Linked DNA regions of Mus musculus: regions 2, 3, 4, 5 and 6 are each linked to region 1. A link is a contact called in public HiChIP or PLAC-seq and promoter capture Hi-C data. All regions are on one chromosome and are shown on one strand. Each heading gives the region's core, a stretch centred on a gene start, on an enhancer-like site or on the middle of the called end of the contact. The rest is flanking DNA. Distances are from core to core; before and after follow the strand shown. Region 1 holds the start of Afg3l1 (AFG3-like AAA ATPase 1). Region 2 holds the start of Abcb10 (ATP-binding cassette, sub-family B (MDR/TAP), member 10). Region 3 holds the start of Ccsap (centriole, cilia and spindle associated protein). Region 4 holds the start of Cpne7 (copine VII). Region 5 holds the start of Rab4a (RAB4A, member RAS oncogene family). Region 6 holds the start of 4732419C18Rik (RIKEN cDNA 4732419C18 gene).

Region 1 (3,385 bases), core at 616-3,115:
ACTATAAATAATATAGTTATATAAATATATTACTATTATATGGTGGCGCATGCCTTTAAACCCAGCACTCGGGAGGCAGAGGCAGGCGGATTTCTGAGTTCGAGGCCAGCCTGGTCTACAAAGTGAGTTCCACGACAGCCAGGGATATGCAGAGAAACCCTGTCTACACAGTGAAGACAGACTCTGATAAGTGCCCAGCTGCCTGAGAAGTGGAGAGTAGCCTGGCAACCTGGGTGAAGCAGAGACTGAGCTGCCTGGAACAGGCTCTAGGAACGGTCACTCTCTAACCTGCTGAACGAGCAGAGTACTCTGTTTCCAGCTTTCCTGAGCTGTCTGCCATCCCACACTGGGATGGGCGCTGATGATGCAGCTGTTGGAGTCATTTCTGTAAGTAACTCCACCAAAACTCACTAGTTCACCAGATGGACTCTACCGTGGTCTGTTGCCCGCTCCCTATCTGCCGTGGGTAATGTTTGTTCCCTAAGAGCAGTGTCACACAACACCTTTCTTTGGTCTGTTACCAGTGCTCTGTCTAGGGTGAGTGGGCACTCTGATGTCTCGCCACGAAAAGCCACCCAACCAAGTCAAAGTCCATCCAATGTACTTCTTTCACAAAGACACTGGCCCACAGCAACTCAGAACTGTCTATAACAATCACTATATGACTGATCTTCAACGGGTCACCCACCGGAACAGGATGTGCGACATGACCTGAAATGACTGTGCAATGCACAGCACTAGAAACAAACCTGAGGGCATTTTCCCGACCCACTGTGCAGCTACCTCCTCCAAACCCAGAGATTCCCCCCTACAGAGAGGGAAGCTCTTAAGCCTCAAGAAGCCCCATAAACCTTATGCTCAGAAGCTTAAAAAAAAATCCACGGGCCCCCAGACCCAAAGTTCTACAGGCAGGAAAGAACTGCTGAGGGGAGGGAGCCTCTTCAGTGGTACTGACTGTAGGTTCGCCTTGCGTTGTGACCTGTATGTGAGCCTTTCATCGATGAAACTGCTTTTGAGTCACTCCTGTTAAGTAACCTTCCCCGGTGCGGCCATATTTAATTCCAATAAGCTCACTGGTTCACAAAGCTAGAGGAATGGAATCATTTTGACCTATCGTGAGTGCCCTAGCTGGGGTAAATGGACATTTGCTCATGGACCGTTACACCACACTACTGTCATATTAAGAGGGAACAAGACCAAAACTGAATTGAGGAAGAACGGCTGTATGGCCCCTGTGATGGTAACACGCATTTATTTGAAGATGGATAATCTGCATGGATATTCCCTTTCGCCGTGGTGAGCCTCCTTACTACTGGCAGATGTACCTGTGAGGGGTGATAAAATATCTAGTAAGGCTAAACTATCTAAAAAATGAAGCATCAGTGGCGGGAATTCCATGGTGGCCATCTTTCTCTGCTTAGTATGGAGACCTACGCCTCCTTAATGAATAAAGGCTACTACCTTTTAAGTGGGGCCCTGCAATAGCTAACTGGATAATGGCTAGATCGCACCCGCTCAAGTGTTCCGATCAGCCGTAGGTAGACACTAGTGGAGTCGGAGGCAGAAATCGGGAAGACGCTGCGCCCGGCCCAGCCGCAGGCCGATGACGTCACCGCGACGCCCAGCGCGGCCCCCGCCACGCCGCCCGGAACCCGTGGCCCCAGCGCTGCCCTGCTCACCTGCAGAGCAATGCCACAGGCCCTCACGCTGCTCCAGACCGTCCCGCCGCTCCCTGCGCATCCGCCACATCGCCACAGCTTGGAGAAAGGCCAGGCCAGGGCTCGACTGCCCGCCGCCCCCACCAGCCGCAGTAACATCCCCCGGCCCTGACCTCGCGCCGCCCCCTGGGCGCGCGCACGCGCAGCAGGCGGATCATAGTGCACCACGCCCTCGGGGGCGCGCGTGCGCAGCTGGCCGCCGCATCGGCTCGGACCTCTCTTTGGGTGTCTGGTTCGCGGCCGTGCTCCTTAGGATCCTGAACCCGAGTGTCGCTTCGCGCTGCCTGACAGCTGATGGCGGATGGTCCGCGGCCAACTTGACCTAGACACCAAGGGCCTTTAGACGTATTTTAAATTTTGCATTGTCAACGACATCAATGGCTTCGGTGGGTCCTCGGGGTAACGCGGCTCACGTAATTAAATTTTGAGGCTACTTCTCCCTGGTTGAGGGTACTAGTATTACCGGTTGGAGGTGCTCCCGGTATTTTACATCCAGACTAGATGTGGTTCGAGACCTATCGTGAACAAAGGAACTGTTATTTGGTGCACGACTTGTCTCATTGATCCACGTCATAGACCCTTGTTTAATTTTACTTAACAACATTTTTATTCCTGCGGATGCGCAGGGAGCGACGGGACGGTCTGGAGCAGCGTGAGGGCCTGTGGCATTGCTCTGCGGGAGAGCACTTGGTTGGTATATAGAGTCACCCCAGTTTTGATTTGCCTGCAGTTGTGCGGACTAGCAATTTGGACTTGGCATTAGGGAGGTGTGGGTGTTCAGGATGAACCAGTTTCTGGACAGTGGGGCTGTCCACGACACACGTGGCATCTGCGTGTACTCAGATTCTACCTTGACTACATTTCAAAGGTACAGATGCCCGGGAGAAGACCATTGTCACCCATAGTGTTAGCAGTCCTTCTATGCTCCGCCCAACGGTTACCTAGCAACAAGGCCTGGCTTGCTATAAAAGGGTCTGTTCCCTCCCAACCCGACCCCTACTCCCATACCCCCCTCCATGTCTTCGCTCTCTCTGCCCCTTCTCCCCTTCTCTCTCTCAGACTTTCTTCTCTCCCTGACCCCTTTCTCCCTCTCTCCCCAACTCCTCCCTCCTTCCTCCTCTCCACGGGTTCCTGGCCAGCCTCTCCTCTCCTCTTCTCTTTTCTCTCTTTGACTGCCTCTACTCCCTTCTCAACTCCCTTCCCATGCCCCCAAATAAACTGTTCTACATTATACCTGTCCTGTGGCTGATAACTCAGGGAAAGGGATGTGCCGAGGCATCCCTCCCGCCTCACCATACCGCGCTGGAGTGGGAGATGGTGATAAAAGAAAATGAGATTTTGTATCTTGTGATTCATGTAAAAGAGTTGTCTATGAGCCCGTGGCCTGGGGCTGAGAACAAAGCAGAACAGACAGGGCTGTTGTTAAGACATTCCTAAGAACAGCTTGATTGTACAAGCAGGGCTATCTTGTCTGGGTCAACACCACCTGGCTGGAACCTCCCCTCTGTCCACTGCCCCTTGATGCCGGGTAAAGTCATACATCAACTGGTTGCTATGTGAACAAGATAAGCCCCTAGCCCACAGGAACAAAGTCCTGATGCCCTTTTGCTAACATGTAATCTTTCTGTTAATGTTTAAATAAGCCAATAGTGTGTCACTATGCTGAA
Region 2 (3,385 bases), core at 652-3,151, 510 kb before region 1:
TTTCTTCATTATATCTTTATTTATTTATTTGTGTGTGTGTGTACTTGTGTGGGTGTGAGTATGCCTTAGCATAGGTCAAAGAGCAAGCTGTTGGAGTCAGTCTTCTCCTTGCTTGTGTGGGTTCTGGGGACCCACCTCAGGCTCAGCAGCACACACCTTCACTTACCAAGCCATTTCATAGGCCTTCATTTCGTTCTTTGTTTTTGAGATGGGGTCTTGTTGTGTCTTAGGTGGCCTACCGTTCTCTCTGTGGCCAGATTAGCTTTGAACTCATGGCAATCTTCCTGGTTCAGCCTCCAGGATGGCAGTACCTGTAATCCCCGAACCCGGAAGACTGAAGCAGGAGGATCACTCAAAACCCCCTTACCCAAAACAAAACAAAAAACAGAAAAACCCCAACAAACAGAAACCTGAGTTCAAATCCCAGCACCCACATGGTAGCTCACAATCATCTGTAATGAGATCTGATGCCTTCTTCTGAGGTGTCTGAAAACAGCTACAGTGTACTTACATATAATAAATGAATAAATCTAAAAAATAATAACAATAATTTTCAGAAAGTGGCTACTCTTGCCAGCCTGGAGGCCATTCCTTCCTTAACGATGCTCAGCTGGGGTCCAAGAGGAAGGAACAGGAAGTGCTCCTGGAGCTTGGGCAGGAACCTGGGTCCTGCTGAGTGTGGCTGGGGTGTAGTTCACACTGTGACTCCCTGGGGCTTATAATTCCTGCACTGATGGGAAGAAAACTCAAGTCTTCTTGGGCCTCAGGGCTGGATTTTAAAGGACATGCCTGCTTCCCACATCTCCAATTTGCTCAAGGCAGACTTAACCTCACTCACGGTGTTGTTCACCCCCTCCACCTCGTAACTTCACATGTAGGTGAGGCCCTTGTCTGAGTGTGGAAAACATACAACGATGCTGAGATCTCAGGAGCCAGACAAATATGAAAGATTCTTATGTTATTATTTTTACTGGGCTTTTTGAGACAGGTTTTTTTCCTATGTAACCCCTGGCTATCCTGGGACTCTCTATGAGACCAGGCTGGCCTAGAACTCAAATAGATCCACATTTACCTGCCTCTGCCTCGATTCAAGGAGTGCTCAATGTCTGGGCCAAACATGAGGAAAACAAAACAGAAAGCAGATAAACAAATTACAACCAGCTGCTAACTGCTTGGTTTCCTTTCTTTTCTCTCTCTCTCTCTCTCTCTCTCTTTCTCTCTCTCTCTCTCTCCCCCTCTCTCTCCTTTATCTGTGTGGACTCAGGGACCTGGTGCTCCTGAACTGAACATTGCACTACCCTCCCACTCCCTATTTTAATAAATGACTTTTCCAGGGTTGGAACTGGGGTATTATGCATTTGAAAAGTCTGATGTTTTGTCCCTTGATTCCCCCCCCCCATTCGTGTTGGGTTTTAGGAATATATTGAACTAAAATACTGGTGTTGAGGTTGTTTTGCAACCTCCCCCCCCTTTTTTTTTAAAGGCAGGGCTCACTATGTAGCCCAGGCTGTCCCGGAACTCACTCTATAGACTAGGCTGGCCTCGAACTCAGATCTGCCTGTCTCTACCTCTTATGTGCTGGGATTAAAAGCGTGTGCGGCTGAATTCGCTCTGGTCGAGTGAACTATCTAGGAGTCCACAAACTCTTCCCCCTTCCTCAACCTAGGCCTCCATAGGATACTCCCGGCCTGCCGTCCTTAAGACCACTGCTCTCGGGGTCACTTCTACTCTCCGGGCCTCTGCGGCACCTCCTGCATTGCACAGTTCTCCAAGATGTGGAGACTCCTTGGTCTGCCGACCGCACGAAGGCGAAGGCACCCAAAGGTCTCAAGCAAGAGACTCAGGTCGTAAGGGGCGACCTGAGTGCCGCGCATGCGCACTCCGCCAGTGACCGGCGAGAGAAAGGGCTCGGACGCTCCAGGTTCACAAGTCGTGGAGGGCGCAGGAGAGCGAAAAAGCTTCCGCGTGCGGCTGGCGGGCGCAGGCGCTGGCGACTGCCTGCCGGACAAGGCACTGCCGGGGAGCTAGCGGCTGGTCGCCGCCCAGGGGTGGACCCTACGCGGCGGAAGGCGCGGCCCGGGCGCTGGCCCGATGGGGCGGGAGGGGCGGGCCGCTGCTGCGTCCCCGCCCTGTGCTCGGGCCGGGCGGGGAGGGTCCCGGGGCGTGCGGCCCGGCCGGTTGGTGAGACTGTCCGGGCAGACGCAGCGCCATGCGCGCCCCTTCTGCTAGGGCGCTACTGCTGATTCCGCGTCGGGGCCCTGCCGTGCGAGCGTGGGCCCCGGCCGTCTCCTCTCGGATATGGCTGGCTTCTGAATGGACCCCGCTCGTACGCGCGTGGACCTCTCTGATCCACAAGCCGGGTTCGGGCCTCCGCTTTCCCGCGCCCCTATCCGGGCTGCCTGGCGGCGTGGGGCAGTGGGCCACCTCCTCGGGGGCCCGCAGGTGCTGGGTGCTGGCAGGACCCCGCGCCGCACATCCCCTGTTCGCCAGGCTCCAGGGTGCAGCTGCCACCGGTGTGCGAGACCTTGGGAACGACTCGCAGCGGCGTCCCGCGGCGACCGGGCGCTCAGAAGTATGGAAGCTCCTAGGGCTGGTGCGCCCCGAGCGCGGGAGACTGTCAGGTAAGAACCTGGGGGTACTAGTGGGCCAGTGGGCGGCCGGTGGGCCTCGGCCTGGCCTTGGCCTTGACAAGGGCGATCAAGTCTGCTGACACCTGTTGGAAAGCTATGGATGCTGGCTGGCACTCCCCATCTGAGCCTATTACTAGAATATTTGGTCCCTATCAGCTTGTCAGCATCTGCTTTGGGGCATTCTCTGAATAAGTTAGAGTTTCCTCCTTTAAGAAAAAAAAAAAACAGGAGTTTTGCCAAAATCATGTCTACTTTATAGTATACATTTATAATAATAGTAGTAATAATAATAACATCGCTAGGGTTACACAGTATCAAGCAACCACCAAAATTTCCCAGAATGAAGTGGATCACTGTGAGCTTTGTGCTGGCTGTCACCTCCCTAAGTGGTGACTTGGTCAGGACCAGGCACTGGCCACAGCATAAAAGAACTAGACAGTAACTCAGCCGGATAGACAAATGGCTTTTAAAGAGAAATCAGAATTGGCTGGGTCTAAGTGACAATATTCTGTAACTCCCACATGTCTGGCAGTCGGTGCAGGCAAGGCTGGTTGGAGCAGAGCCATCCTGAGAGCTAGAGCTCTAAATCTCCATTCCTTCTGTGAATATGAACTGTGCCCTCCTCCTGTGGGTTCGATTACCTTGGGAAGCTGACATGGAGTCCTGCTCCTGGGAATCCCTGCTTAGCAGGCAGCGAAGTGTTTGGATCAGAGATGAAATGGGATAGGCATGAGGGTTTTGCAAAAAGGAAAGAC
Region 3 (3,385 bases), core at 329-2,828, 380 kb before region 1:
AGAAGGGAACGCAGTGAGGAGGTCCCGAGGTTTGTTGACGGGGAGGGGAAGGGGCCTGGCCTCTGTGGGAATCTCAGCAGCGGCTGTGGTCATTTCTGTCTCCTCCAGAAACAGTACCATCAGACTAATCAGTTCAGGTTCTCAGAGCAGCCACCTAGGCTGTGAACACCCTTCAGCCTTAGCGTCCTATGTTCAGAACGGGTCCAGGCAGGTGTAGACACATGGGAATAGTTCAACTGAACTGCAGAAATCCCAAAGTGATCTGCTTCCTGGAAACATCCCGCTGGGACCTACTTTTTTTTCTTCCTTCCTTCCTTCCTTCCTTCCTTCCTTCCTTCCTCCTTCCTTCCTTCTTTTTCTTTCTTTCTTTTTTTTTTTAGTGTGATCCTTCCTGGATGCCTGTCCTTTCAAATCTTTCTGCAGCGATTGCATCAATGCTTCCTTTTACAAAAGCCATCTGTAGAGCAGGATTGCAACAGTAACAACCCTGCGACCCTGTCCATTAGAGCCCAAGCCAAACATTTGCACCAGGTCCTTGAGCAGGCCCTAGGCTTTATTTTATTTTATTTATTTATTTTTACAAAAGTTGGCCTCTAGTAAGTTATAAAAGGCAAGGGCAGGTGAGGCGGCTCATACCTGCTAATTCCAGCACTTGTGAGGTTGGCGGAGAAGGATCAGGAGTTCAAGACCAGCTTGGGCTCTGGAATGAGTTCTAGACCAGCCTTGGTAACATGAGATTTGTCTCAAAAAGGGGGCAGAGGAGGGAAATGTATTAAAATAGCAACATCAACAACATCATTAACAACAACAATAAAAAAATCACTAAGGCCTGAGAACCCGGGCGTTGTGAAAAGAGGAAGGAATCGGGACACAGGATTTGGTCCTCGGCTAGGTGTTGGTTGCTCAGGTTGCATCTAGAGCTGAAGCCTCCTCGCGAGGCCCCCAGTAGCGAGTGGGCGAACGAGCTGGGGGTTCACAGCAGCGCCCCAGGCGCGGGCGCAGGAGCGGGCGGGGGCCCGGCGGGCGCGCGGGGAGGTGCAGGCTTCAGGCTAGGGCGGCGCCTTCGTCTCCGGCTGCTGTAGGACCGCGGAGCCACCGCTCCATCGGCGACATCTTGGTGGAGGACGCGCAAGGAGAAACGCTGTTCGCGCTATAGCTGCTGCGCCACGATCTCAGCTGACCTCCGGAGAGCGGAGGATAGAACAGGCAGGAGGTAAGGACGCTGCTCCTAGAGTCCCCGACTCCTCGCCCAGGAGGGTGTCTGGGGACCTAAGATCCCCTGTCCCGTCACCTTGAGTCCGGTGGTCTCCACCTCTACCGAGTGGAGCAGACCCCTGGTGACCACCTATCATTCCATCTAGATAGGTCGCGTCGCCTGGAATCCCTCCTGAAACCCCGCCCCCGCTATTACCTGAACTAGGGGCCTTCCCAGCCCGGAACTCCGCCCCCGCTAGGAACGCCCTCTCCCAGAAACACCCGTCACAGACCCGCCCCCTCTCCGCCCCTCCTTGCCCCAGCCTCCGCCCTCCAGTCCGGGCGGGGCTCCGGGTTTGAACCGCGCGGCGGGCCGCGCCTCTGAGTCCGTCGCACCCGTAGGCGGCAGCGCGGAGCAGGCAGTCGGCGGCGCGCGGCACCATGTCCCCGGGCAGCGGGGTGAAGAGCGAGTATATGAAGCGCTATCGGGAGCCGCGCTGGGACGAATACGCGCCGTGCTACCGCGAGCTGCTGCGCTACCGCCTGGGCCGCCGGCTGCTGGAGCAAGCGCACGCGCCCTGGCTCTGGGACGCCTGGGGCCCGGACAGCCCCTCGGACAGCTCGGCTTCACCCAGTCCGGCCCCCAGGGGCGCGTTAGGGGAGCCCTCGGCGCCCTCCGCGCGGGAGGAGGAGCAGCCGGTGGGGGAGCGCGGCGCGGAGCTGCGGGACGCGGAGGAGCAGGACACAGTGTTACCAGGTACGGGCACAGCGCGTTGCTCCGTTCTCAGCGCTTCCTGTTTTGGTTTAATTGGGGTTGACAGAATCCGCTTGCTGAACTAAGCGGGGAAGGTGCGGGCCGCATTTCCACCTTCCCACCCCAGGTTTCCCTAATTTGGTGACTCTTGGCGGAGCCCTTTATGACCTCCAACTCATATGACCCTGGTTGGGGTCCTTGGTCGCAGGCAGTGGCCCGCTCAGTGAGCCCTCGATCCACCAGATGGCGGATCTGTTTGTTTCTGCGCATCCTGTTTGGCGAGAGGAGCTTTTCATTCCAAAGATGACCGACTGAAGTTAAGAACGCCCGAGCTGTCATAATGGGGTCATGGTTGTCAGTGTGAACGCCTTGAAGGCCTGGTCTCGCTGTCTCTGAAGAATGGTATGCGTTTGTTTGTGGACGAACCCCTCTTTGTATACGCTGTGAGCCACTTTCCCGCCGTTGCGGAGTGGGGCTGTCAGCAGAGAGCCCTGGGGTTTGCCTGGACTCAGGGCAGTACTTCAGTACAACTGTAGATCACTATGGTTGCCAGCCACCTCTCTGAACTCTTCTGAGAGTCCAGTGGTGAAAAAGTTATTTCTCAGTGACTGGTCTAGGAATATGTATTTTCTCATTCGACCTTCAAAGTCATATGATGGGCCCTTTGTTTTTAATCTCAGTTTTGTAAACAAAGCCATGGGAGCTTGGGATCCATGGTCGGAGTCTGAAAGGGTCGGATTTCCCTGCTCTTGGTTACTATGTTTGCCTATTCTCAGTTCTTGCATGGCTGGGCCGCCTTGTGTCATCTGGTCGCTTATGACGACCATTCTGATGCTTCAGTGATGTGGTTAGAAATTAGGGAAAGTGGCAGAAGGTGGTGGGGGCGGTGAGCATGTCTCCCAGGTATTAATATGAAAACTGAGCCCTTGCTAACTGTGAGGTTTTTTTTTATTGGGACGAGCAAACCTGCTTTTCCTTTCCCACTGTGGTTTGAAGAGGTTACCTGCTATCTATCTGTGTGTTCCATATGAAAACCTGACAGCACTTTAGTGGGCTTCGTGCCGAGTTCATGATTATTTGGGTTTCCATGGAGATACAGAGCCCTCCCCAAAGATTTGCAAAATTCCTGCTAAAATTTTTGGTGTGTAGGCATTAGGGAAAATAGATGTGTCCCGCTTTCGGGATTCTCCATCCGCAGCTCTTTTGCTGGCTCCTGCGGGCCAGTGTCAATGTGAGAAATGTTCCTGACAGATGCATTATAATGCTAGACTGGTGAGCCACTGATTCACATTGCTCTAAAATACATTTGCCTTATTTTCACTGAAAGGGTTTTTGTTTGTTTGTTTTGTTTTGTTTTTCAAGTCTTTGTTTTTCAGAGTTTCTCTGTGTAGATGTGACAGTTCTGGAACTCACTGTGTACACTAGGCTGGCCCTGAA
Region 4 (3,385 bases), core at 518-3,017, 360 kb after region 1:
TCAGCTCCTTCCTTCAGAACATACACCACTGACAAACCTTAGCTAATAGACTACCACGTCCTCTCAGCATGGAAGCTCCTGCATGTAAGACAAGGGTCTGCCTGGGCCCTTCCCAGAAATGTATGTACCAGGCAGCAATCAAGCCAGGCAATGCTATGAGAGGACCTGGGTCACAAGATGGTCCTTAAACAGACAGCTGCAGAGCAACCCCTTAATACCTTCTAGGGGCGTGACCACCAAAATGCTTTTGGGTATGTTCTTTATCTTCTAGGGCAGCGAACCACAAGACTTCTCAGACCCAGAGCCTAAGGAGTATGCTGAGATGCAGAGTTGGTTTTATGTGGGTCCCCGGGATACATTCTCCCCTTCACTCTCTGGATCCCCTGCACATTCACGGTGCCCTGGCTACCCTACGATAGTCACATAGTCTATCTGATACCTCTTTCCTGGCTCTCCTCCCATGTTTCCTGCATATGACTGCCACAGCCAAGTGGTGGCTCAGAGCTGCTGTTGGGGGAAGGGGGGACACTCCTGCTTGAGTAGAGACTCAGGTTCAAGTCTTTTATGCCTGTCAGGCCTTCCAACTAAGGTGTGCCCCTGTTTCCCACTCTTGAGACAAAGCCAGTCCCATGGGAGTTGGCAACTGAGAAAGTGGTTTATACACACTACAACACGGGCTATATAAAACAGCAGCCCAGAACATGGGCAGAACCCTGACACTACCCCAGAACAGGGGCAGTACCCTTCTGGGGGCTAATGGGAGCTGGTGACTACGGGGAAGCCCACTTTCTGAAGACCCTGGCTACCCCGGGTTTATGGGTGGCCAGTGGAAAAACCCCATGCTGGAAACAGGTACTCAGATCTGGGTCGGCAGGGGGCATTAAGGAGCGGGGAGGGGCTTTCAGTCCTCAACCGTAGCCACACGCACGCACGCAATTTGTGATTTCTCCTAAATCGCAGTGAGGAGACAGGTTGTAGGGTGGAGAGTCCTCTAACCAGGGCGTCTTAAATCTGAGCGATGGAGTCCCTGTGCCGCCCGGGGCCAGCTCCATTCTACCCAACCAGCATGTCTAGCTCGCAGCCCTAACATCACTGACGCTGCTTTCACTGGCGAGAAGCTCATGGCTGCTGCAGCCAATAAAGGTGGGACCCTGTGACCTTAGACAGTCCCTATACCTGCCTCAGGCAGCGTCCCCACTCCTGAGCTGCACTCCCTCCTGCGCTCCTTAGTCTAGCCTGGGCGCTTCACTCTTGCTCGACAATCCCAGGCTGAGACCCTCGGCTGTACTTCTAAGCACTTTTCCACCGAGGTTCCTTTCTGCCGCTGCTCCCGTTGCTATGCCCTTCCTCGCAGCAGGTGGACACCTCCTCTTTTGCCCCGGCAGCCCCAGTTTCAGAACACCCTTGCCAGCACCCCAAATCTCAACTCACACTTAGGTCTTCAGGTACCCAGCTCCCGGTCATTGGCCGCCCTACCTGTAGCCACTGGCCCTGTGCCTGCTGCAGCAGCACCACGCTGGGGTCGGACTTGGTCAATGGGTCCCGGTCCAGCAGGTGCCGGCAGCTCAGCCGCAGCTCCACCTTCGAGGCGCAGGGTGCAGGCACCACCCCCGGGGCCACCGCGCGCTCCGAGTCGCCGCTCATGCTTCAGGCTCCGCACTCGAACCGGTGGGCGCCGGAGAAATGGTGGCCGGACCAGGCGTGGCCGCGCTTCCCCGCACGCCCGCCGGGCGCGGGCACACGTGTCTCGGGCGGCCGCCACAGAGCGGGGGCTGTAGGGCGGCGATGCAGCGGGGAAGGGATGGAGGGGACCGCGAAGGGGCGGGGCCTGGGTGGGGCCACCGGAGAAAACCACAGGGACCTGGAAGGGAGCAGATAGCCCGGAGAGCCGCCCCTTGAAGAGGGGTTTCGATCCCCTCACTGGAGCGGAGAGATAGGGTCTGGGTTGCACGCAGGCTATGGGATTGTGGTCTCTTTATAGAGTCCATCGGTTCTGGAGGCTCCGCACTGATCGAACCTAGGCATCGGGTTTGCTTCGTCCAGACAGCCTCCGAGAGAGGCACTAGCCACCCCAGAGTCACACCAAAGCCCATGTCCCTTTTGGGATTGTCACCTAAACCAATGATCAAGTTAATGGGCTCTCACTGTTCGACCGGCGCTCACTGGCTGCAGGAAGGGTGTCCCTGTTTCTCAGAATTTGTAGGCCAGGGGCAGGCAAGAAGAGTTTCGTCATCGATCTCTGGTCTATGGCTGAGGGTCAGAGAGGGACTAGGAGCGTTCTCTCCCGGCCACTCTTACCGGGCTTGTCCACAACCATTCCCCCAGGTGGAAGCGAGGCTTCGTTACCCCCTCCCTCTTGTACCATCCCTCTCCTTCCCAGAGAAAGGCACTCGGAAGAGGAGGTGTTGGCTCCGACAGCAATCACCCTCAGCCCATTCTCTTTGCCAATTTCTGCCTAAATATAGGGCAGAAACCGGACCCAAAGCCACGGCTGGGGCGGGGATTGAGGTGAAGGGGGCGAGAGATCCGGAGTATAGAGCGGGATGTATATGCCTGTGGGGGCGTTGCGAGATGTGGTGTGTTCAGCATCAACAAACAAGACTCCTGAAGAGTCTGGGGTCAAAATGGTGTTAACACCAAGACAGGGATATACAAGACGGTGGGAGGAGAGTGTGGGAGGTAGCGTAGCTTTCGATGAAGTGGTAAACTCAAAGGGTATTGTGGGGACAACACCTCCTCCGCCAGCTTGGACCAGGGACATATCCCTCCCATTAGCCACGCTTCTGCTTATGGGCTGCAGCATCTAATCTCCATTTCCTGAGGCTCACCTATCACCATCCTGCTTCCCCAGCTGTTCTGAACCATCCTCCTCCAAAGCTGGCCCCAGTCAGGGCCCTTCCCTCTGCTAAGTCCAGCCTGGGTAGCTCTGGGTCTCTCAGTCCTGTAGGGTTGGGAGAACCCATCTGTAGCTCACTGTTGCTTGTGGGGTTGTAGTTGTGGCTTTCTGTTCACAAGGACTCATGGTTGTCCCAGAGCCTAGGATTCCCTGGGATTCTTCCATTCTGGGTCAGACCCTGGACCTCTTGGCCACTCAGCACTTACCATGAGCAAAGAGAATGCGAAATCCAAACAAAGAGCGAGGCTCAAAGCAGATCCCCAGCCCCACAAAGGACCAGCAGTGCCCACAGGGCCCCTGGACTCCCCAACAGGACTTCCAGGTCACTGCCCTCTGGGCTGTTCCCAGATCCCCAGGCAGACTTGCTGCCTTGATGTCACGGAATGTCCACTCACTTATTCCTCCAACACTGAGCGCTAGGCAGATGCTGGACAGCGTTACCTGTGGCCCTGTTCAACAGCTGCATCCCAAAGAAAGAGCCACCAAAGG
Region 5 (3,385 bases), core at 467-2,966, 330 kb before region 1:
AGTCACCCCCTGGAGAGTACCTTAAACTTACAGGGGCAGGCATTATGCTTCATGGCCACAGGAAGAGATGATTGCTGGTACCAGGAGAGAGTGGACCAGGCTGCTGTGTGCCTCATGACACACTTTCCAGCGTCCCACCCTCTCAAACTCCAAAGTTCTTCAACTGAGTCCTCACCCTTTGGATGCCCGGATGCCCGGATGCCCAATCCACACTCCCAGGCCTACATCCCAGGTCTGCCTGTCCACTTGCCCCTCTCTAACCCATCTAGGTCAGCTCTTTCTCACACAGCCATGCTGAATCCTTCAGAACCTGCTGCCTGGTTTTTAATTGTTTATCCATTAAGGTCACAGCTGAATTTAAAAATCCACTCCTCGTTGGACCGCAAACTCTTGGGGAAGTTTCCATGGCACTCGTACACCGAGTAGAGCCTTCCAGGCCAGACCCTGGCCCCACCCTGTGGCAGGAAGGAAGCAGGGGCACAAACTGCAGATAACCTGACAGATCGTCATGCTTTTCCGTGCGAGTCCCTCCTTCGGACGACGAGCACAGACCACGTCAAAGTTTCAAGTCTCGTGAGGGACTGGCAGGCACAGGCCAACCATACATAGTAGTGGTTGTTTATTCTTGCCTCGACTGGGGGAGGGGGAGCACCCAGCACGTGCATTGAGAATGGCTGGGTGCTGCAGGAGAAAAAAAGATGAAAAAATCATGTCTCCATATCCAAGGCCTGTGGTCATCAGAGGACCATATATTTGTATTTATAAAGGTAATATAATGCAACCATATCTGGAGGGGAGGACGGGAGGAGAGAGGGAGGGAGGGAAAATACACGAGGCCAGGGGTCTACAGAAAAGAGACAGCATTCATCCACTTAAAACTCATTATAATCTCAATGCAAAGAAAGGAATTCCAACACCCCCACCCCACCCTCCCGAGGCCCACAACCCTGCCCCTAGAGACACAAAACGCAGGCGTGGCCCTGAGCCTTCATCCCTGCGGTTGGTGCTGCAGGGAGGAGGACAAGAATCGACGACAAATTGGCTCCTGCAACCCTGAGAGATTTAAACAATCCAAGGAGGAAAATGTAGAGTGAAACCAGGGTCAAAGCGGGAGGGAACTTGGTAGAATCACAGCAGGGGGCACCTGCTGGCCAGAGAGTCCAGACCAGCGCCTGATACCCCTAGAGCCTCAAGATTCCAGCCTAGCCTGAAACACCCAGACATTCTCAAGTTCCAGCTCGACCTTGACACCCCAAGAATATCAGGATCCCTCCCAGCCGCTGACACTTTAGGATTCTCAGTGTCTCCACCTGGCTCCTAACACCCAGATTCTCAGGATCCCAGCTGCTGACATTACTAGGATCCCAAGCCAACCCTAAACCACCCAAGACTCTAAATATCTCTGCCTGGTTCCTGACACCGCGAGGTTTGCAGGATATCTCGATATTCTAGACACCGGCTCTGGAGACCCTGACCCCGGCCCCCAACATTCCGGGACCCCAAGGCCTGCCCCTCTAAACACGTACGCAAACCCGCGCGTCTTACCGTAAGTCTCGGACATGGCGGTCTGCGCCATTCTGCCGCCACAGCTCCGCGGGGTCCGTCCTCCAGTCTCCGCAGAGCGAGAGGAACCGAGCGTGGAGAGCCGGGAACGGGCCCACGGCGAGCCGGCCACCGGCTGCGGCCCAGCGGGACTCGGCTCCGCGTCTGCGCACCGCCGCCCGGCGAAGGAGCCCGGCGGAGCAGGGGGAGGGGCGGGGTCGCAGGAGGAAGGAGGAGCGGGGCTGGGGAAGGGGAGGAGGGAGGGCAAGAGAAATGGTTGGAGGCTCCTAGTTGGAGGAGGAGGTGAAGGCAAAGGAGGATGAAGGAGGGGACCAGGAAGGAGGGAGGGCGGGACTAGGGAGGGGGCGCCTGCGCCCGTAGATCCTCCCAGATGGCTTAGCAGTACAGACTCAGCCTTTCTTAAGAGTGACCTGCCAGGCTAGGGTGGACAGGAGGCCGCCCGAGGGCTTGTTTTGACAGAAAGGGGGTTCACTAGCAGAAAGCCACGCAGGTGTGTTTGGTCACCAGAACTCTCCTGCTCACCACGTTAGTGGGCAGAGCAGTGCTGCTTGGCTCTTACTGCAGGCTAATTTCGAAGGTGTGTTCGGTTAATGAAGCAATACAGGTCAGAACCTACCCCTTCCTCCGAGGAAAAGGGTTGGGACATTTATTGAAAGGCAAATTGGGGTCGGGAGTTTGACCCACCTGAGCAAACCGGGGCCTAAGTAAGATCCTGCCTTCTTCACAGCAGCAGATGCCTGGGCTGTGGGAAGCCTACCGTGTACCTTTAACCTCCGCTGTCAGGCTCTACCACGGGTCAGACATTCTCTCCTGCCTCCGTGCTGCCTGTCCTAATATTTCATTATTGTGCTTTATGACAGAAAATTAAGGAGATGTGGGAAGGGAAAGAAGCCCCCGCCCCCATCCCGTAATCTTGTTGAAGTCTCTTGCTGGCACAGCATGCAAAGTTTGCTGTTGAGATTGTCTACCATCGTGTCGCTTGCCTATAATCCCAGCATTCAGGAGGCATAGGCAGGGTTGTTTCAAGTTGAAGGCCTATCTGGGCTACACAGCAAGGAGGGAAAACAAAGATGATAGAGACACAACTCAAAAAAATATATAAGTAAATATATTTTAAAATAACAGGAGTGACTGCCTGAATAATTCATTTGATATAGAGATATTTCATATACGAATGTGAAAATAGCCCAGCAGTGGTAGTGCAAGTCTTTGATCCCAGCACTGGGGAGGCAGAGGCAGGTGGACCTCTGTGAGTTCGAGGCTAGCCTGATCTAGCCTGTCTCCAAAAAAAAAAAACAAAAGGAAAAAAAAAAAAGAAAGAATGTTAAAATAGGAAGGAACTGCGCTGAAGGCCTGAGAGTGTGCGACCTTTGAGCTCAGCTTTCTTTCCCAGATGCAAATCTGTAATGTTCTGAGTCACCCACAAACACGATTACATTCAAAGCACATGCATGGTAGCACGGGCCTTTAACTCCAGATCTCAGAAGGCAAGAGACAAGCAGAGCTGAGTTCGAGGCCAGTCTGGACTGCATTCTGAGTTCTAGGCAAGCCAAGATTGCATTGTGAGACCCTGTCTCATACACAAACTAACAAACAAAAAGGAAGAAATATGTCTTAGTCTTTTGTGACTTAATACAGTAAAGAATCTTTTGGTTCTTATGACCTATGATTTTATCTTGGCCTCTGATCCTATCCAGTACACCGCAGGAACAACTCTATGATCTTGTTTTTTTAAAAAAGAAAGAAGGGAGGCATAGAAACTGCCAAGTGCAGAGGTGTGTTTACAATCCCGTCTCTCAAGAAATGGAGGAAGGAGGGCTGA
Region 6 (3,385 bases), core at 406-2,905, 280 kb before region 1:
CAGCCGGCCCTTGGGGAGGAGGCTGTGTACACCGTGGTGCTTCTTGTTCCTGCTTCTGGAGTCTCAGGAAAAGGGGAGCTTCCAGCTCCTTCCCCGAGTCTTTTTTTCCTTAGTGTTTTGTGTCCAGGTAGCTACCCACTTCAGACAGCTACTTTATCTACTTTTACCCCATTTATTTATTTTATGTATGTGAGTACATTGAATTTTAGGGCCTTTGCTCCCTCTCGTCGGGCCCCCACTCGCTCAAAGCCAGATTTATTTATTATTATAATGTACACTGTAGCTGACTTCAGACACACCAGAAGAGGGCGTCAGATCTCATTGTGGATGGTTGTGAGCCACCATGTGGTTGCCGGGATTTGAACTCAGGACCTTAGGAAGAACAGTCAGTGCTCTTAACCGCTGAGCTATCTCGCCAGCCCAACATGCCAGTTTGGATAAACATACCAAGGGGTTCATTCCAGGGTTCCTGTGGGAAAGGCTCTGAAACTTTGATCCGTGTCTCAGAACAAAAGGAGTCATGCAGAAGGTAAAGAGCTGCAGCAAGATCTATGGCAGAGGGCTGTCTCAAATGCTCATGGCCCTCCTGTGGCTAGACTCCATCGGGGAGCAAAGAGCAACCAGAACCTGTCCTTCAACCTCAGGAGCCACCACCTGCTGCTTCTTACAGTCCTCTTGGAGTGTAGATTATCTTTCTCAGCCCCCTCAGCCCACAAAGAACAGACCTACAGTAGGGGAGCACCTGACCTCTGAGTCACACACAGACTTAGAAAGACTCGGCTGGTTTCCCTGCCCCACTTTGTCTTTGGGGCTGGTGGAGGAGACCTGGGCCCCGGTCATGGTGATTCATTTTGAGCTCCTTACCGGGCAGAGTGGCTCTCACAGTGACACAGGCTACAGGGTTGGCTTGGGATGGGCTGCAGTAGAAGGCCCTGCAGCATCTCTTCCTCGTCCCGTGGTGACTTACTCTACTAAAATCTTCTCTGAGGGCAGGGCCCGACCTAATTGTAAGTTGTCATGGAAGCATGTCAAGAGGAAGAGGAACAATGATCTGGTCCAGGCAGATGTGATGCTGAGGGAGTCACTGACATCACAGCCAAGGACCCCAGAGGGCTGAAAGCCTCGGGCACACTCAGCTGTGTCTCACTCCGTGGGAAACATTCCGCCCAGAGAAGAGGGTGTGGCCTCAGGTCCCCAGAAGCCCTTACCTGTCTGTCAACAGCGTCTCATCATCATATCCTCTGTGGGGTGTTTCTCATTCATTCATTCATTCATTCATTCATTCATTCATTCATTCTTCAGCAAATGATTGCTGAGAGCCTACCGTGTGGTGGCTGTTTTGCTCCGAGAGTAGACACACCGTCTGTGGTGGATTTGTATTGACGGACACTGTGGTAAACTGAGGCTGCACAGGAAGCCAGGTGAGGAATCCTTTTCGGGAGCTGACGCATACACTGGTCTGCACTTGATACAGATCTACACAAGAGATGGCGCGAGCAAAACGCCTTGGGGAGGTGAGAGTCTCGGTGAGGTTGGAGGACTGACCCGGAAGCTGTGTGTCAAGAGGGTGAAGGGCAGAGGGCGGCTACACAGGCCTGAGCTGCGGCTCGGTCTTTAACCACAGTGTGAAATCACTGGTGGATTAGGAACAGGAGAGAGGCTGATTTGCATATTAAAAAGATTGCCCAGCTGCTGGGTGAAGACTGCCTTTTAAAGGCGCAAAAAATAGAAATAGGAAGACCAGCTAGGGAGGGAGCGGCTCAGCAACGCAGACAGGAAATAATCACTGTTATTATCTGCAGTCCTCCAGAGGAGCTCACAGCAGGTAGGAACGCCGCGTGCTCGTTTGCGGAGTGAATTTTCGGAGTGAAAGGTACAAAAGCCTTTTCTGCCGTTCTGTCTTTGAAACTTCAGAGCAGCGCTGGGATGGATTAGGGTCGTGTTCTTGGGCTAAAATGAGTCTCCAAGGCACTGGTCCTAGGTAAGGTAAGGCTCTGTTGGGAGCTGAGAGCTTGCTTTTACTCTAGGCCTCCTGACCTATCTGGGCTCTGTCCATTCCTGGAACCCCCCTAGGCAAAGTTTCCCAGGCCAGAAGGAAAGAGTGCAGTGACAGAACTAGGTAGTCAAGGCCCAGAGTCCTGCTGACCAGAGCCTAGGTGCTAAGTTCTCCTGGTGCTATGCCTGTGTATGGAGAACACAGTATGATGTGGTCTGGCTTCCAAGAGCCTAAAATCTAACCAGAAACAAATGGGAGCCTCAATAAATAATTTAAGAACGTCTTGAAAATTAAAAGGCACACACACAAATAACTCTAGGAGGAAGCCAGGGTTTTTCCTCGGGACAAATGGGCCTGAATACTATTTTGAAGGCTGTGTTTTCACTTGGACCTTGATGGTCCCTGGGGCAGTTGCTGGCCTGCTAACAAGGTCACCCATATCATTTGATCCACGCTATACTGAAGCAGTCCTTACCCGCTGCCCGGCAAAGTCCTTCCATACTTAGTGTCTAATACAATGGCTGCTTTGTTGACCCCATGAGTTCTGTGCCTCAGGAATTTGGAAGGTCGGGAGTGGGGATGGCTGGGCTCTGACTCAGCATCAGCATGTGAAGCCTCAGTTTTGAATGCCACTGGCTAGGTGCCAGGACCCGAGACCCTCTGACAACTACATGCCAGGCGATCAGGCTGGGGAGATGCCAAGGCTGAGCTGAACCAGCTGCTCTTCAGTGTGTTTCTGTGGGGTCTCTCCATGGCCTGGGGTCGCCTCACAGCATCGGAGCTCCAGGAAGTTTTGCCTCAACCACATGAATCAGAGCTACTGAGACAGCAGAAGCCACTTGGCTTTTAGGTCCCACCTGAAGGCATCTCTACCTGTCGCTGCTGCAGCACAGCATAGCACAGTACACACTGGTGTGTGTGCACCCACATCAGGTGGCTTCCAGGGCCCTGCCACACACTGGAAGGAACGTCAGTGTTCACAGTCTAGTGAAAACCATGGGAAGGTTTAATGAAACCAGGAAATAAAACCTATGTTGGATGAGATGGCTCAGCGGTTAAGAGCACTGACTGCTCTTCCGAAGGTCCTGAGTTCGAATCCCAGCAACCACATGGTGGCTCACAATCATCCGTAATGAGATCTGACGCCCTCTTCTGGTGTGTCTGAAGACAGCTACAGTGTACTTGCATATAATAAATAAATAAATCTTAAAAAAAAAAAAGAAAAAAGAAAAAAGGCTCGTGTTGGATAGTTTATAGCTCTAAACCAGGGCCAGCAGCAATGTCTTTTGACAAGAAATGAATTTGAGCACAGAATTGTGCTGTGACATAATCAATAAAATGTTAATTGTTTAGCCCAGGGACCAGAGCACAGAAGTATTTGCTATTACT

The links. Promoter capture Hi-C pulls out the DNA fragments that hold promoters and counts their contacts. HiChIP or PLAC-seq counts read pairs in DNA pulled down with a chosen protein or histone mark.
Region 2: an H3K27ac HiChIP or PLAC-seq map of extraembryonic endoderm stem cells shows a contact between it and region 1. The contact joins the promoter of Abcb10 here to the promoter of Afg3l1 in region 1. A contact is called at or near these places in 1 of 39 promoter capture datasets (liver) and 1 of 115 datasets of contacts at active chromatin or transcription factors (extraembryonic endoderm stem cells).
Region 3: a contact with region 1 is called in a promoter capture Hi-C map of pre-B cells, with 3 times the contacts expected there. The contact joins the promoter of Ccsap here to the promoter of Afg3l1 in region 1. A contact is called at or near these places in 2 of 39 promoter capture datasets (embryonic stem cells and pre-B cells).
Region 4: an HNF4G HiChIP or PLAC-seq map of pancreatic cancer cells shows a contact between it and region 1. The contact joins the promoter of Cpne7 here to the promoter of Afg3l1 in region 1. A contact is called at or near these places in 1 of 39 promoter capture datasets (embryonic stem cells), 1 of 484 Hi-C or Micro-C datasets (the G1E-ER4 cell line), 3 of 115 datasets of contacts at active chromatin or transcription factors (pancreatic cancer cells, stem cell-derived neural progenitor cells and trophoblast stem cells) and 1 of 9 other capture datasets (liver).
Region 5: an H3K27ac HiChIP or PLAC-seq map of extraembryonic endoderm stem cells shows a contact between it and region 1. The contact joins the promoter of Rab4a here to the promoter of Afg3l1 in region 1. A contact is called at or near these places in 1 of 39 promoter capture datasets (neural stem cells) and 1 of 115 datasets of contacts at active chromatin or transcription factors (extraembryonic endoderm stem cells).
Region 6: a contact with region 1 is called in an H3K27ac HiChIP or PLAC-seq map of extraembryonic endoderm stem cells. The contact joins the promoter of 4732419C18Rik here to the promoter of Afg3l1 in region 1. A contact is called at or near these places in 3 of 115 datasets of contacts at active chromatin or transcription factors (embryonic stem cells, extraembryonic endoderm stem cells and pancreatic cancer cells) and 1 of 9 other capture datasets (liver).

Annotation. Positions count from the first base shown.
Region 1 is chr8:123,476,342-123,479,726 of GRCm38.p6, reverse strand. It overlaps Afg3l1 (AFG3-like AAA ATPase 1), which reads right to left and starts at 1,865. Exons shown (of 17, transcript NM_054070.3): 1 at 1,680-1,865. The coding sequence starts at 1,817.
Region 2 is chr8:123,981,638-123,985,022 of GRCm38.p6, reverse strand. It overlaps Abcb10 (ATP-binding cassette, sub-family B (MDR/TAP), member 10), which reads left to right and starts at 1,901. Exons shown (of 13, transcript NM_019552.2): 1 at 1,901-2,621. The coding sequence starts at 2,210.
Region 3 is chr8:123,857,661-123,861,045 of GRCm38.p6, reverse strand. Ccsap (centriole, cilia and spindle associated protein) reads left to right here and starts at 1,578. Exons shown (of 3, transcript NM_001379289.1): 1 at 1,578-1,951. The coding sequence starts at 1,636. Gm9901 (a long non-coding RNA gene) reads right to left here and starts at 1,591. Exons shown (of 2, transcript XR_388182.4): 1 at 1,412-1,591; 2 at 548-1,176.
Region 4 is chr8:123,115,756-123,119,140 of GRCm38.p6, reverse strand. It overlaps Cpne7 (copine VII), which reads right to left and starts at 1,767. Exons shown (of 15, transcript NM_170684.2): 1 at 1,477-1,767. The coding sequence starts at 1,644.
Region 5 is chr8:123,804,327-123,807,711 of GRCm38.p6, reverse strand. Rab4a (RAB4A, member RAS oncogene family) reads right to left here and starts at 1,716. Exons shown (of 8, transcript NM_009003.3): 1 at 1,546-1,716. The coding sequence starts at 1,576.
Region 6 is chr8:123,752,498-123,755,882 of GRCm38.p6, reverse strand. It overlaps 4732419C18Rik (RIKEN cDNA 4732419C18 gene), which reads left to right and starts at 1,655. Exons shown (of 3, transcript NR_166622.1): 1 at 1,655-1,825.